5 separate regions of the Mus musculus genome follow, and all the other regions are linked to region 5. The links are chromatin contacts, called in public HiCAR-type, HiChIP or PLAC-seq, capture Hi-C and promoter capture Hi-C maps. All regions are on one chromosome and are shown on one strand. The core of a region is the stretch at or near the end of the contact, and the rest is flanking DNA. Distances in the headings are between cores, read along the strand shown.

The links. Promoter capture Hi-C pulls out the DNA fragments that hold promoters and counts their contacts. HiCAR-type assays count read pairs that join an accessible place to other places. HiChIP or PLAC-seq counts read pairs in DNA pulled down with a chosen protein or histone mark. Capture Hi-C pulls out chosen DNA fragments and counts their contacts.
Region 1: a contact with region 5 is called in a capture Hi-C map of macrophages, with 10 times the contacts expected there. The contact joins the promoter of Smg6 here to the promoter of Zzef1 in region 5. A contact is called at or near these places in 3 of 39 promoter capture datasets (cranial neural crest, frontonasal cranial neural crest and pre-B cells), 3 of 115 datasets of contacts at active chromatin or transcription factors (astrocytes, extraembryonic endoderm stem cells and stem cell-derived neural progenitor cells) and 1 of 9 other capture datasets (macrophages).
Region 2: a contact with region 5 is called in a HiCAR-type map of astrocytes, with 5 times the contacts expected there. The contact joins the promoter of Sgsm2 here to the promoter of Zzef1 in region 5. A contact is called at or near these places in 4 of 39 promoter capture datasets (cranial neural crest, hippocampal neurons, liver and 1 more), 1 of 115 datasets of contacts at active chromatin or transcription factors (astrocytes) and 1 of 9 other capture datasets (pancreatic islet).
Region 3: a contact with region 5 is called in an H3K27ac HiChIP or PLAC-seq map of extraembryonic endoderm stem cells, with 4 times the contacts expected there. The contact joins the promoter of Mnt here to the promoter of Zzef1 in region 5. A contact is called at or near these places in 4 of 39 promoter capture datasets (embryonic stem cells, hippocampal neurons, liver and 1 more), 2 of 484 Hi-C or Micro-C datasets (B cells and embryonic stem cells), 7 of 115 datasets of contacts at active chromatin or transcription factors (astrocytes, bone marrow-derived macrophages, embryonic forebrain and 4 more) and 2 of 9 other capture datasets (adipose tissue and liver).
Region 4: a promoter capture Hi-C map of frontonasal cranial neural crest shows a contact between it and region 5. The contact joins the promoter of 0610010K14Rik here to the promoter of Zzef1 in region 5. A contact is called at or near these places in 2 of 39 promoter capture datasets (frontonasal cranial neural crest and pre-B cells).

The regions. Positions count from the first base shown.
Region 1 is chr11:74,924,468-74,927,167 of GRCm38.p6, forward strand. Smg6 (Smg-6 homolog, nonsense mediated mRNA decay factor (C. elegans)) reads left to right here and starts at 1,387. Exons shown (of 19, transcript NM_001002764.2): 1 at 1,387-1,536. The coding sequence starts at 1,449. Srr (serine racemase) reads right to left here and starts at 1,481. Exons shown (of 9, transcript NM_013761.5): 1 at 1,152-1,481.
Region 2 is chr11:74,895,662-74,898,361 of GRCm38.p6, forward strand. Sgsm2 (small G protein signaling modulator 2) reads right to left here and starts at 1,408. Exons shown (of 23, transcript NM_197943.3): 1 at 1,164-1,408. The coding sequence starts at 1,220. Tsr1 (TSR1 20S rRNA accumulation) reads left to right here and starts at 2,419. Exons shown (of 15, transcript NM_177325.3): 1 at 2,419-2,554. The coding sequence starts at 2,458.
Region 3 is chr11:74,829,453-74,832,223 of GRCm38.p6, forward strand. Mnt (max binding protein) reads left to right here and starts at 1,472. Exons shown (of 6, transcript NM_010813.3): 1 at 1,472-1,949. The coding sequence starts at 1,877.
Region 4 is chr11:70,236,553-70,239,346 of GRCm38.p6, forward strand. It overlaps 0610010K14Rik (RIKEN cDNA 0610010K14 gene), which reads right to left and starts at 1,362. Exons shown (of 6, transcript NM_145758.1): 1 at 1,232-1,362; 2 at 979-1,073; 3 at 325-426. The coding sequence starts at 1,252. It overlaps Rnasek (ribonuclease, RNase K), which reads right to left. Exons shown (of 3, transcript NM_173742.3): 2 at 2,386-2,462; 3 at 1,571-1,918. The coding sequence ends at 1,777. Gm40191 (a long non-coding RNA gene) reads left to right here and starts at 2,459. Exons shown (of 3, transcript XR_879979.3): 1 at 2,459-2,642.
Region 5 is chr11:72,794,870-72,797,569 of GRCm38.p6, forward strand. It overlaps Zzef1 (zinc finger, ZZ-type with EF hand domain 1), which reads left to right and starts at 1,357. Exons shown (of 55, transcript NM_001045536.2): 1 at 1,357-1,781. The coding sequence starts at 1,428. It overlaps Cyb5d2 (cytochrome b5 domain containing 2), which reads right to left and starts at 970. Exons shown (of 4, transcript NM_001024926.3): 1 at 644-970. The coding sequence starts at 893.

The DNA.
Region 1 (2,700 bases), core at 137-2,636, 2.1 Mb after region 5:
TTTTATATTTCCTATTCCTCTCAAATCTTTTGACAAAAACTGCCATTTGTTCTGGCCACTCTAATTAATTATACCCATTCATTTGAGCTGTTGACTATTTCTCAGTCATTGTCTTTCTCTCTCTCTCTCTCTCTCTTTTTTGGTTTTTCGAGACAGGGTTTTTCTGTATAGCCCTGGCTGTCCTGGAACTCACTTTGTAGACCAGGATGGCCTCGAACTCAGAAATCCGCCTGCCTCTGCCGGCCCCTCCTCCCCCAGTGCGGGATTAAAGGCGTGCGCCCGGCATTTTTCTCTTTTGATGGTGAAATATCTGTCACATAACAGGAACTGTATGAGTACTATCAAATATTTTATACTATGATCAAGGCATAACTGGTTATTACTTTTTGAGGTCTAAAGGGTCAATGACTGTGTGAGACAGGGAAGAAGGAAAGACTGGAGAAAGGCAGTCTTTGGATAGGAAGTTTCTCCACCCCACCGTTTCTAATAGGAGTTAATGGTCAATGAGCTTAAAGTACCCATCTTCTAGTCTAATTAACTTTTTGCTTCCTTTTTGGGGGACAAGGTCTTCTAATATGTTGCCTTGATTAGCCTCAAATGTGCTATGTTGCCCAGGCTTGAACTTGCAATGCTCCCACCACAGCCTTTGAAGTACCGTGAATATAAGAATGAGCTATTTTTACCAGCATCAGTAAAAATTTAAAGATGTAAAGATGGGAGAATTGACTTGAGTACTAAAAAAGTAATTTTAAAAAATTCTCAATGCTAACAGTAATTCCCAGATCGAATAATTTCCTTCTTTTTTTACCTCCACACAACGACCTCCAGCAAGTCTTAGGGATGAACTGTCATAGACTTTAGTACTCTGGTACAATCAAACGATACACGGAGCAATTTACTTCTTCCACTCTCTGAGATTCCGTTTACCAGTAATGGGGATAATAATAAAAGATATTTAAACTCCACAATCCAGGCCTACGGTAAGGAGACTTCGGCCTAAAATGATCGGAGGAGGCCGGGTTGTAGGATGTCTCCGTCAATCCGAGCCCCAGATCAAAAGCAGTGTCCTCGGTGGTCACCGCAGCAATACTGGCATCCCTAGACCCGAATGCCCACCTGACATGGGCGAGTCACACCTGGCTGCGCCTCACCTCGCCTCCAGAGCGCTGCGCCTCCACCTCCGAGCCTCGGCGGACCGTCCTAGCTTTACACCTCTGCGCACGCGCACACGCCGTCTCCGCGGCCGATTCGCCCGCTCCGGCAAGGCCCTAGTTGAACGTGCTGAATGCTTTTGCTCCCAGTGCGGCCACCGTCGTTTGGGGAGGGCAGGCAGGAGGGGGGCGGGGAAAAGGGTGGGAGTGGGTGAGCGCGCGCCGCCCGTCCGTCGTGGTTTCCTGGCTGCGCGCGGCGGTGGCCGAGTCGCCGCAGCTGTAGCAGCCGCCGCGAAGATGGCGGAGGGGTTGGAGCGTGTGCGGATCTCCGCATCGGAACTGCGAGGGATCCTGGCCACTCTGGCTCCGCAGGCCGGGAGCAGAGGTGAGTTGCGCCGCCCAGCTGCTGGGCCGGGCCTGCCCGCCCCGCCTCCCTCTCCTCTGCCTCCTCCCCGCCCCGTCCGCGGCGCTCCGAACCCCCGCCCCTTCCCCAACAGTGCGCCCGGGCCTGCGGCGGCCCCTGGGAGACAGCGAGGCTGTCGCTCCGCTCCCTCGGGCCCTCGGGGCAGAGCCCAAGCGCGAGTTTCAGCCTCCGCCCTCTTGCTCGGCGCGGCGCCGTGGTTGTTCTCCGGTGCCCTAACCCTCTCACGCCAGCGCCTGAGTTCCAGTCCGGAGGAGACACGAACTGGCTTGGGTGCTAGGGTCCGGTAGAGGCCCCGAGACGTATTGTTCCCAAAAGAATAGTCTGTGTATGTGTACCTTTCCGTAGTCCTCCGTTCCGCGTCGGAGAGGAGGAGCTGGGGAAATTGAGGAGAAAGGCTTAACAGGCTAGGACTTCCTTTGCTGAACTTACCCCCCCCCCCCACCCCCCAAGGCTGGTTTCTAGTGCTAGGCCACTGGAGGGATCCAGGACCTCAGAGAGCTGACTCGGTTTTGTTTTGGTCTTGGCGTGTGTGGGAGCAGTTGTGATCAGAGAGAATGCTTAATTTGCCAGTCTCCATTCGCATCAGAAAAGCGCGAGAAATATTTTGGTGTCTGGTCTCCTTCATTAGCCAGTGTTGCTTAGGATGACAGTTACAGAAGATACCTTCTCTAGGATTGTGGCTAGAATTTGTGAGGTTGGTTTTTATTGGCCAACTGAATTGGATTAACCAGGCTGTTTTCTCTCTCTCCTCTGGAAAATAGTAGTCACCACCTCTCCTGGCTCCGCCCCAAAACTAAGTTTAAAAGTTTACTCAGGGTGCTGAGGTTAAACGGCTTTATCTTGGTTCACATTTGGTGGAGAAGCTAAACTTTTGCCAAGGCAGCAGTATCTTTTATTTTGTGTTTGTTTTTCTTTTGAGACAAAGTCTCACCTTGTAGCCAATACTGGCCTTGAATTTACTGTGTAACCCAACCTGGCCTTGAGTTTGGATACTTTTCCTGACTGAAGCCTTCAGAGTGCTGGAATTATATGCATATGCCACCATACCCAACTTTCAAGTCAGAAACCTAAAATTTTAGTTTCGCCCCCACCCCATCCCCCAAACAAAAGTGGGTATAGATGCAG
Region 2 (2,700 bases), core at 158-2,657, 2.1 Mb after region 5:
CTGGAAAGGTGATGTCAAGAAGGAAGGGAACAGTTAGGGCACACGAGCCAGGTCAGGGTTAATGCAGAGAGTCCAGAGTCTTCTCAAACCACCGTCAAACTCCAAGGGTGCATGAAAAAATATGATACATTTATGTATGTGAGAGAAACAGTATTATCCTATTTTAAAAAGAAACTAGGAAACCAAGACTTGAGTTTAAGTAACTTTACTCAAGTTCACAAGTAAAGCTCAAGTAAGTCTGGACAACTCAAGACTATCTCACCAAACCTCAGTTTCCAGGATCAGCAGCTATATTTATTAGAGTGCCTACCAGTGTGCCAGGCTCTGGAAACAAAACAGTGAACAAGCAGACAGGTTTTTTGTTTTGTTTTGTTTTGTTTTTGCCTTCCATAGTTCACACCTGGTAGACCCAGCTAGAGAGGCAGGCTGAGGAGGGAGGCCTCACTCATCTCATCTACACTGCAGGCTCTTTCACAAGCTGGTGAGTCATTCGTATGAGCAGCCCCCCCCTCCCAACCCCCGAAATTGAAATGAGCTTCTAAGCAGCGTCAAGGTAAAGGGAATTAGTGGAGAGAAACTCTTGTTTCTGAAGGATTTCCCTCAAAAGGGCAAAAATAATCTGAGTCTTAAAAACCATTCTTAAAAATACCCGAGTTCCTGGGTAAGGAGGTGGGCGTGGAGGGAGAAACGGTGAGGTGTGCAGCGAACCCTCTGCTAGCCACGACTCACTTGCCAGGGGAACACAAGAGGGCGGTGTGTTGGACACCCGAGGGCGAAGCCCCTGGAACTGTGGCTCGCAGCCTCCAGGAGGCCCGTGGGGACCCCGCCCCCTCCCCGGGCAGTACCCGCAATGAATGGGCAACTCGGGTTCTCCAGCAATCGCCGCCACCCCTCCCCCGATCGCGGTCTCCCCGCGCTGCTGCCGTCACTGGGCGGGGAACGGGAGCACCGTGGAGCAAACAAGCCCCAGGGCGCAAGCCTGACCCTGGCCGAGGGCGCTGCCCGGGACATGCAGAGAGGGGCGTGGGGCGCGGCCCGCCCAGGACCCCGCCCCCGCCTGGCACGGTGGGCTGGCAGCCGCGCGCGTGGGTGCCTCCACCTCTCTGCTCCCGAGCCAGCGCGGGAGGGGTGCGAGCCCCTTGAGACCTTGCCCCGGACCGTACCTCCTTCTTCACGTTCCACAGCAGCTTTTCTTTGACCGCGTCCTCTGCGCTGCCCATGGTGCGGCAGGTGGCGGGCAGGTGGCACCGAGTGGCCCCCCGAGCCCCCGGTGCGCCCTCACCGCCTCCGCGCCTCCCGACTCAGCGCCCCACACGCGAGGCGGAGTCCCCGCCCGCTGCGCTCCCCGCCTGCAGCCGCCGCAGCCACTGCCCGGTGCTCAGCTCCGCAGCCATCTTCCGAGCCCCGCAGACGTCAGGCAGCAGGCCCGGCCCCTTCCCACTGCCGGCAGGGAGGGGGTGTGTGCGCCGCAACTGGGGAGGTGGGGGGGGGGGTCAAGGGCGGGTGCGGACGCCTGGGGGCGTCGGGGCCGGGCGCGCGCCGCAGGGACGGTTGTCATGGCGACTGGCCGGCTCCCGCCCCGAGGGCGCGAACCCGCATTGTGAGCGCTGGGAAGTCAGCCGCTCCGGCCTGCGCCGCGCAGCGGGCGGACTTTGGGAATGTGCTTGTGTCTGGGCAAACCTCAACCACCGTGACCGCTCCCGACTTCTGGCCCCTGGGAGAGGAGCTATACGGAGCCAGGGTCTCGGCTCTGCGTCACTGTGGTTCGAACCTGGTCCTGTCACTCCTCCGGATCCTGTGGAGTGTTCATATATTACTTGCAGCTCAGTCGCAAAGCTTGCAGGAGGAAAGCAAGGACCCGACTGTGAGCTCCTAAGAACAGGTGCCCGAGCGCAAGGGGAAGTCTTCGCCCTCCTCCGGGTCGCCGACATCCGCTTTGGTTCATCTTGCAGATTTGTGGGAAGAGGGGGGCGCGAGTTGGAATAAGAGACATTCCAGAGCCGGTGACACGAGCCCCTTCTAAGTGCTTCGCGTTGGAAATTAGAGTAATAGAGGAAAGGAAAGGCCACTCAGGTACAAATGTCACCCCTTTGTACAGTTCACTGGGACCGCAGAGAGCGGCGTGCAATAGTCTACGTGAAAAGACTTTTATTTCTTCCCACGTGATGCAACTGAAGCGTGCAAAAATGGAAAGATGGGCGCAAAATTGACCTCCTAATCCAGAGCCGGAGCCGGGAGACTCCTGCCGGCATCCTCCATCTCTCAGCAGAGGACTGCAGCGTGGGAAAAGGCACCACGACGTCTCTGCGGACACTCAGGGCGCTGCGCTTGCAGGCTGGCGGCAAAAAACCTCGCGAGAGGTCGCGGAAGTGCTAAGCCTGAAGTCCGTCCCCAGGGCCGGAAACGCTCGGGTCCGCCCGGAAGTAGAGTTCACTTGGTGCACACGTGGACTGCAGAATGGCGGCTCACCGCTCCGGGCCGCTGAAGCAGCAGAATAAAGCTCATAAAGGCGGGCGGCATCACGGCGGTGGGTCCGCACAACGGGACAGCAAAGGTGAGTAGACAGGAGGGAGAGGGGCTGCTTAGCCGGTACCCGTGCCCACACCGAGACTAGACTTGGGACCCTTGCCCAAGGCTCTTAAGCGGCGCAGGAAGGTTCTTGTTGGTTGATTTGACTGAGAGGAGAAGAGCAGCCACTTC
Region 3 (2,771 bases), core at 222-2,721, 2.0 Mb after region 5:
TTGAAGCATTAACAGGTAACTGACTATCCCTAGCACTGAGAGTAATTGCATCGGCTTCGTTGTGCCCATAATATTCTAGTGCTTTTCAATGCTAACTGTACGAATGGAGATTGTATGGCTTTCCACCAAAGAGAGTTCCAGATGTAGGATATTTTTGTTGTCCTAATCAAGAAGATGTAAGTGCTCAGCCCCCTTCCTGAACTGCAGTTTGATAGTTCTTCACTTTTGCGAGGACCCGAGGTGGTAAGAGGCAGCTGGCGGTTGAGAGAGGTCTGACTAGACTACGAGTTGCTCAATGAACAAGGAGCAGTTGGAGTAGTCCCTTCACTTGGGCCTCAGTTTTCTTACCTGCAAAGTGCAATGATTTGGGCAAGCTGACTTCAAAGATCTTTCTGACTGTACCTAGGGACAGTCCTAAGCCCTGCAGCCAAGATAAAGACTGACTGGCGAGCTTAGGAGAGTGCGCGGTTCCAACCCAACACAGTGAGCGACCCCGCCCCGCGCCCAGCGGGCCGCTAGGGTAGCGCGCGGCTTCCGCCCTCCACGTTGTTGTTCCTGATTTAGGCCACGCCTCCTCGGCCTGGGCTTTGGACGCTTCTCCTTTTGATTACTGGTGCCGGGGCCCAACAACGAGGTGCCCTCTAGAGTGGCACACTTTTAGTCCCCACCCATATCAGAAACCGGTGGACAAAGAATTTAGGAGAAGGGAAGTAAGCCCTGGTTTTGAATGGGAGGGTAATGTAAAGCAGGGGATGGACTGCGGAATTCCCCTGTAGGTGTCTCACCCTTCCGTCACCCGGTGGCCCTATCCGCACCCGCTAATACGACCCTGTAGACACTGTCCCTTTAAACCGAAGGCTGGCGGCGCGGGGTGTCCATGTGGAGCTGCTCCATGCCGTGTTGTCCTGCCCGCCCATTGGCGGGCGGCCTGGTGATGTAGCCTAATAGGATGCGAACGCACTGCGGGGGGAGGAACAGAGACAAAATCCGGAACGGGATCAGCTCTCCCGTCCCTCTGTCAGGACTCTAGCAGCCTGCTGTCAGCTCCGCCCAGGGGCGGATCCCGGGGGGAATTGCGACAGACCGGACGGCTGCGGGATTTAGGTCGTGTCTACGTGGGGCGAAGAGACCTAGGGGTCAGACTATAGGTCTCCCTGACCTGTGTCACCGCTGTCTCAGCTAACCGAAGCCTTGGGCTTCCCATTCTCTCAGCAAGGCAGATCCCGCCGTGAATGCCCTAAGCACGCAAACCCCGTTTAACTTGTGGCTGGCCACGGAGAGGAGGGGCAAGTAGGGAAAGCGGAAACAGCGAGGAAGCCTGGTTCCATCTTCTCACCCCCACCCAAGCCACGTGTGCGCGCGCGGTGGGCGGGGCCATCCCTGGCGCGGCCCCGCCCTCAGTGAGACGCCGCGGCCCTGCGGGCGGGGGCTCCGGTCCGGGCTTTGGCTGCGGCCCCGGTGTAGTAGCGGGGGCGGCGGCCGGGGGCAGCGCGGCTCCTTCCCTTGTTGTGTGTGTCGGTGCCTCCTCGCCATCTTGTTGCAAAGCCCTTTCTTGTCGGCGGGACTCCGGGGGCCGCGGGGCGGGAGGCATCGGAAGGGAGGAAGAGGAAGAAGGAAGGAAGAAGGCAGTGCCGCCTTTTTTATTTTTTGCATCAAAATTTTTTTAATTTGCAAATTTTTATTTTGCAAATATTTTGGGAGACATTGATTTTTCTCCCCGTGCTCCCCCGTTCTTTTCTGAGGAGTGCGCTGCGCCGCCCAGCCCTGTCGCCCCCCGGAGGTGATCCCTCCCTCCTGCCGGCCCGCCAGCCTGACCTGTGCTTGGCTCGCGGGCCGCAGCCTCGGCCCCGGCGCGCCCCCGGCTGCTCTCGCCGCGATGAGCATAGAGACGCTACTGGAGGCGGCCCGCTTCCTGGAATGGCAAGCGCAGCAACAACAGAGAGCACGTGGTGAGCGGCCCGGCTGGGCCCCTGGGGCACTGGGCAGAAGGGGAGGCCAGTGACCCCGATCCCTGAACCCACTGGAAATCGCAGGGAGGCCCCTCTATGGCGCGACCTAAAAAGCCGGGCACAAACTCCCCGCAAGAGCTGCCGTCCGGGAGGAGTGATGCGAACGTTGAAAATAATTAATGAATTCATTAACATGCAAAGAAGGACCCAGTTTCTGCGGGTACCACCCTAGCTGACTGGCACCCCCGTACACCTTCAGTGGGGGGCCCCTTAGTTGTGGGCGGGCGGCGCCCTCGCTACCATTGAGGATGTGTGAACCGGGGGATGGGGAGAGGGATGTTGATGTGTGGGGGTGGCAGACCCGCGTGTGCTTGCGTGTGAGCACCAAGATGATGTGTGATGGGAACCGGGGAAGAGCGGATGAACGGACCTGTACACGGGTGTGTTTGTACAGCACACGAGTGGGCGTGTGCGTAACTGAGTGGGGGTGGGGAATACTCTACGCCGAGCTGCTCTTCGGATTCCCTGGCCTGGGCTGGAGGGTGCGGGGAGCGCTCCCGGCAGATCTACGCGCTGCTTGGGGCGGAGGCGGCCTTTGCAGAATGAAATGACATCGCGTGTCTTATGATCCTGGCCAGCCCCGCCTGACCCCGCCTCCCAGAGCTGGGCTGGGTCGCACGTCTAGCTTTGGCTGAGAGCTGCGCTGATTGGGTGCATGTGAGTGTCCCGCGGGTCGCTGGGGGCAGCCCTAGGCCCCCCTGCCTTGCCCTGCTTTAGCCGGTGTGGAATGTGGCGTGTCTGCGCGTTTCAAACCCGCTCTTG
Region 4 (2,794 bases), core at 112-2,611, 2.6 Mb before region 5:
ACTAATTAGTTCAGAATGCATCCCCTGGACATGCCAGTTTCAAAGGATTTACATAAATAGCTAGGGAACTCTTATCATCAAACACAACCACTGAGTATCTGGGCACCATGAAAATAAAGTTCTCTGCAGGCCCTAGTGACCACTGCATTTCCTGATCTTCCGACCAACTGCCACAGTGACAGTCTCTCAGTCTTCAAGGAAATGCTAACAAAACTAGGAACAAAGTAGGAAAGATGCTGAGCTGGGAGTTCTGAGAGAGAACAATGGGTCAGGAGGAAGAAAGTTGCCCACCCTCCCCTTTCTCTGCCAGCCACCCTCCCTCACACTGTCCGTTCCTTGATGACACAGCTGATGTGATTAAGATCGTCCCCAAAGCGCTTCACAGCAGCCCTCAGCATCTCTATCTCCGTCTCCGTCCACTTGGCACTGTCGGAAGGGGAGAAGGGTGATAACAAAAGTGGAAGAGGGATGTGTGGAACCAGCCCACAGGCTATTCCGTCCACAGCCAGCAGCCTCTTCCCCCTAGTCTCTAGGGGCACCTTTCAAAGATTCATAAAAAGGACCTCCTTTTAAAAAAAAAAAAGCCCTGGGGACAAATCGCTGGCCACATGAAATTACATCCAGGGCCACTTGAAAACATCACTTCATCATGTAACAGCTTCCATAAACAACCCAACGGAAACCAATGAAACAAGTAGGGGCCTTACAAACACAACCCTTGAAAGATGTGTGGCAGCAGTTTGAGGGAGTCCACAGGGCTTGGGGTAGGTGGCAGACATTCTGTCGGTTTGCAGTGGAGGGCTGTGGCCTCGGTAGTCTCTTTACCTGTCATCCACTAATTCAACAATTACCACCTACACTGAGCTGGGCCAGGCACAGGGGAATTACTCTATCTCCCTGCTCTAGAGAGGGTCGTGTCTGTGACTTGAGTCCAAGCGTCTGATCTCGGAGTCCAGGTCCTAGGCTGGTCTCACGTACCCGGCAGGGGAAGAGTCCGAGACTGGATGCAGCTGCATCGTCAACTCCCCGAGCTTCGTGAAGGCGGCGCCGGCCGCGGAGAAGATCTCTCCAACCTGGGGGCGGAGCAGCATTACGGGGGGCCGGCAGCGCGCCGTCCCACCCCAGCCTCGGATCCGCCCGCCCCCCGCCCAGCGCGCACCAGCCGGGAGCCAGGCAGGGGGCCCACCCTCCCGTGGCCGCCAGGGAGCGCAGTCCGCGAGGGAGGTCGAACCTTGGTGGACGCTGACGTCATGGCCCCGCGCACCTCCTCACGGAGACGCTCCGCCGCCACCACCACCACGCGAGCTGGAAACCACGGAGAGCCCGGCAGCCGGCCGCTCGGGCTCCCGCGCAGGAAGTCCCGCCCTCCCTGCAGCTGATTGGCCGAGACCCGACCTCTCCCCAGTCACTCAAGGGGCCTCGCCGCGCGGAGGAAGACGAGGTGGAAGACGTTGCTTCACTTCCGGCTAGCTTCATTCCACTTCCGTCGGAGGGTCCGGACTCCTCGATGAGGCCGGTCTCAGCCCCTTCCAGCCCGGGCCCGCCCCTCCCTGAAAGCACAGACAGCAAGCTTAGGGGGAACCGCTTCTTTTTATTGTAGTTCAGAACGGGGCGCGGTCACCCTCGGTCTCCTCCAGAGGCTGGGCGCAGTTTTGCAGGGCCAGGGATGACGTCTCGCTAGGGTCACAAGTCCCAAAGGACGCCAGATGAGTGGGACGGAGTCTGCGGAGTCTTTAAATAGAGAAGGGGGCTGGGGAGGGAGAGGCGGACCGCGCTCTAGCGCACCATGTATTCCTTGCGCTTGTTGAGACGAACTTGGCAGAAGGAGAAGCCTCCGAGGAGGAGGTAGAGGCCCGCGGCGATGAAACAGTTGTAGCTGACTTGCTCGTACAGGTTGTATATGTTCTGAGGACCGTTCCTGAAGGTGGCGAGCGAGCAGGGAAATGTCAGCCATTCAGAGCATCCAATATGCAAGTTCTATGCATCAGACACCATGCTAAAGCACTTTAACTCCTATTAGTCTTCCCAAGAAGCATACCAAATGAATTCTATCATGGTAACCATTTTACAGAGGTAGACCAAGGAGCAGGAAGGCAAAATATTGGAAGAGGCCACATCTAAGCTGGTGGGCTTGGGTAGCCATGGAAACGTGGCTTGCAAGACTGCTCCTAAGTACATGCCTTTCTGTGTCTCTGTCTCTCGCGCTGGGGATTGAAACTAGGACCCTGCGTGCTGCCACCCAACTACTTTGTAGAGAGCAGCCCTCTTCTTGAAGTCCCCAACCTAGGGCCACAAATGTCCAGTCTTCAGAAGTGTCCTCCCCATAAACCCAAACCATGCTACTCCTCATCCACGCCCAACTCGCCCAAGTACCCGACCACTTACTCAAAATCTTTCTCTGTGAAGGGAACGTCCTCAATTAACACAGCAGAATGGACATTGAAAAATATCCCGAGCATTATCTGGAAGAGTAAGGAATAGATAGGTTGTCAAATTCTTACCTTACTTCTTTGGTCGCTCCCTAGGCTCCTCCCCTGTCTAATGTTGGCCCAACACTTGCGCCAGAGATGAACTAGAAAGGGCTAGTTGTATCTGGTGGTTGTATCTGGATTCGGACTCAGCCATGTGGAACAGGGCGTGAGGTAGGACCTTGGGAAGAGTGACTGGGTATAGGGAGGTATATGGCAAACAGCTCTCCGAGGCGCGTCATTATCATGGGAGCAGATGGAGATGAAACACTTCATATTTCTGGAAGTGGCGGCCTTGAGGGCCCTGGGGAAGCAAGGCCTCAGCT
Region 5 (2,700 bases), core at 107-2,606:
ATTTGATAAATGTTCTTAGGAAGGCTAATATACCAAATTTTGTCAGAAGTTTTGTTTCGTGTTGTTTTAGAGCCAGCCTGGCCACAAATTCCTGGCTCAATGGATCTTTGTAGCTCAAGAGATCCTCCTGTCTCAGCCACTCCAGTTAAAACACCACTTCTGGTTTATTGTAGGTATTTTAATACTACAAAAGATACTTGCTTTCCTGTGCTCTAACTTCATTCCCCGCTTGATTCTCATTTTTTTTTTTTAAAGAAAAGCAGACAAGTGCATCTACTAGAATTAAAAAAGACTCAAATATTATATTAGGGGAAACGGAGGCGGGCGGAGGAAAGGTTATTTCGGGTCAGTCTAAAGAGCCTGAAAGCACGGTAGCTCTAGAGACCAGGTAGACTTCTGAGTGTAACCACTACCTAACAAGACACATCTTTCTCCGAATCAGTCACACAGTGCAGCAGACAGAGTCGGAGGGTACATAACTAGCACAGTTGCGTCCAAGCTGCAAACCAGGACCGTGTCCTTCCCACCGCAGCAGTCTGAGGAATGTGGGATGACGAGGCGCGGAGGAATAAATTACTGGACGAACGCAAGCCGTGGCTACGAGCCCACGCAGGAGGAAAAGGTGTGAGAGCCTCGCCGATACCTGCGAAGCCGCTATAGTGCGCCCCAGGCTCGTAGTGCCTCCTGCCAGAGGACACGTCGTAGACGCGGCCGAGCAGTGCCAAGTACAGGCCCGGGTCCCCTGGGCCGCCGCGATAGCGGGCTAGCTCCTCGGGAAGGAAGAGGCGAATACCAGGGCGGGGACCCCACCAGTCCATCAACCACACGGCCATGACAGCCACCGCCGCCACGGCCAGGCTCAGCACCACACCAAGCCCGCATATCCTCAGCATCTATACAGCAACACACCAGACACGCTTCGGAGGTAGCCACCTCTTAAGCCACCACTAAGACAGCAGAGACGCCGGCCGTGACGTCGGCAGCGCGACACTGACAGACTTCACAGCAAAGTTGACTCTTTTGCCCCCGACTCTTTCTTCTTTTCTTGTCCAGCCTAGATTCTGAACGTGAAGCGTGGAGCAGAAAAGGGGAACAGTACAGAGAAAAAACAAACAAACAAACAAACAAACAAAAAGTCCTGGCTTACAGTTTATCCGCCCTCAACAAAGATGGCGGCAGAGGCGGCTAGACGGATACGTTAACGGGTGGGTTCCCGGGCTTCATTAAGCTGTCGTGAGCAAATGGAATCCGCTTGACGGCTCCGTTGCGACATCAGGCCTCGCTCGACAGCCAGGAAGCCGGAAGTCACTGCCGCCGCTGTGGTCTCCACCCCGTCCCCGCCCGCCAGGAGCTGTCGGAGGTTGACAGGTCGTGGCTGGGAGGCGGCGGCGGCGGCGACACCTCCGAGCACCCAAGACGGAGACCCCATGGGGAACGCTCCGAGTAACAGCAGCGAAGACGAAGCGGCGGCCGCAGGGGGTGAGGGCTGGAGCCCACATCAAGATTGGGCTGCCGACTCTGGCACGACCCCCGGCCCCGGCCCTGCGGCCGCGGTGCTGCCTTCCGCCGCTGCACTCCTGGAACCCGCTCGGCTGCGAGAGGCAGCGGCTGCGTTGCGGCCCGCACCTCCCTGCGAATCCCTGGTGTCGAGGCACCACGGCGCGCTCTTGCGCTGGCTGGAAGAGCGGCTGGGCCGCGGTGAAGAGTCCGTCACCCTGGAGCAGTTCCGGGAGTTGCTGGAGGCTCGCGGCGCTGGATGTTCGGGCGAGCAGTTCGAGGAGGTCAGGGCTGGCTGGCTGGCTGGCTGGCGACAGCGGTGCGGGAGCAGGGTGGTCGCCAATAAGGTCCTGAAGAGGTGGGCGGTTGCTTTGCGGAGGCCAGCCAGGAAGCCATAGGGTCCTCGGGTTCTTAGAATGGAAGTATGGCGTTGTCCGAACTCTTTCGGAGTGCATCACTACGGAATTTTGCTACGTCTCTCGCCTTTACTAGAGGTGTGGAAAGTCCAGGCTACATTAGCTTTGTTCCGAAGAGAGGAGCAAGCCAAAAAAAAGTCTCTGCATGTGGTAGGCAGACATTTGTGCAGTTGACAGGCTTAGTTGCTTGCTGGACCTTATCAGAGTAAGACAATTACGAGAAAGGATGTGCAAAGATCAAGGGAGTGGCCATGAAAACCATTCTGTTTTACTGGCCTGTGCAGGAATCTTGTAGAGAACCATCTGAGTCTAATGTGGAAGGAGGGTAACATTACACTGAAAAGACTCATTCTGCAAGCCGTTCATGACTATAAAATACTAGGTTTTGTTTGGTTGGTTGTTTTTTGTTTGTTTGTTTTTTTTTAACAAGTATACACTGGATTTTAAATCATTGAAGAACTTGTTCCAGGCTCATTTGAAACCTTATCAAACCTAAAGTTGATAGGGAAGCGTTAGTTTTCTTGTACTTATGAAATTTCTCCTCATATCTCTACTGAACATTTTGGTTTATGGTTTGGAAAAAACTGACCCAGAGTTAGCCTATAAATCATTTCACTAGCAAAGTTGAGAGTATCTCACAAACCTCTTGATTCCCACCCCATTCCCTTAGGTCCCTATTATCCTGCTCCCTGAAGTCTTATTAATTCCACAATGTTAGGACAAAAGGTTTTTAATGAGTAAGCCATGTAAAATTGTCAGTCATTGATTGGTTAGTGTGTAAAGCAAG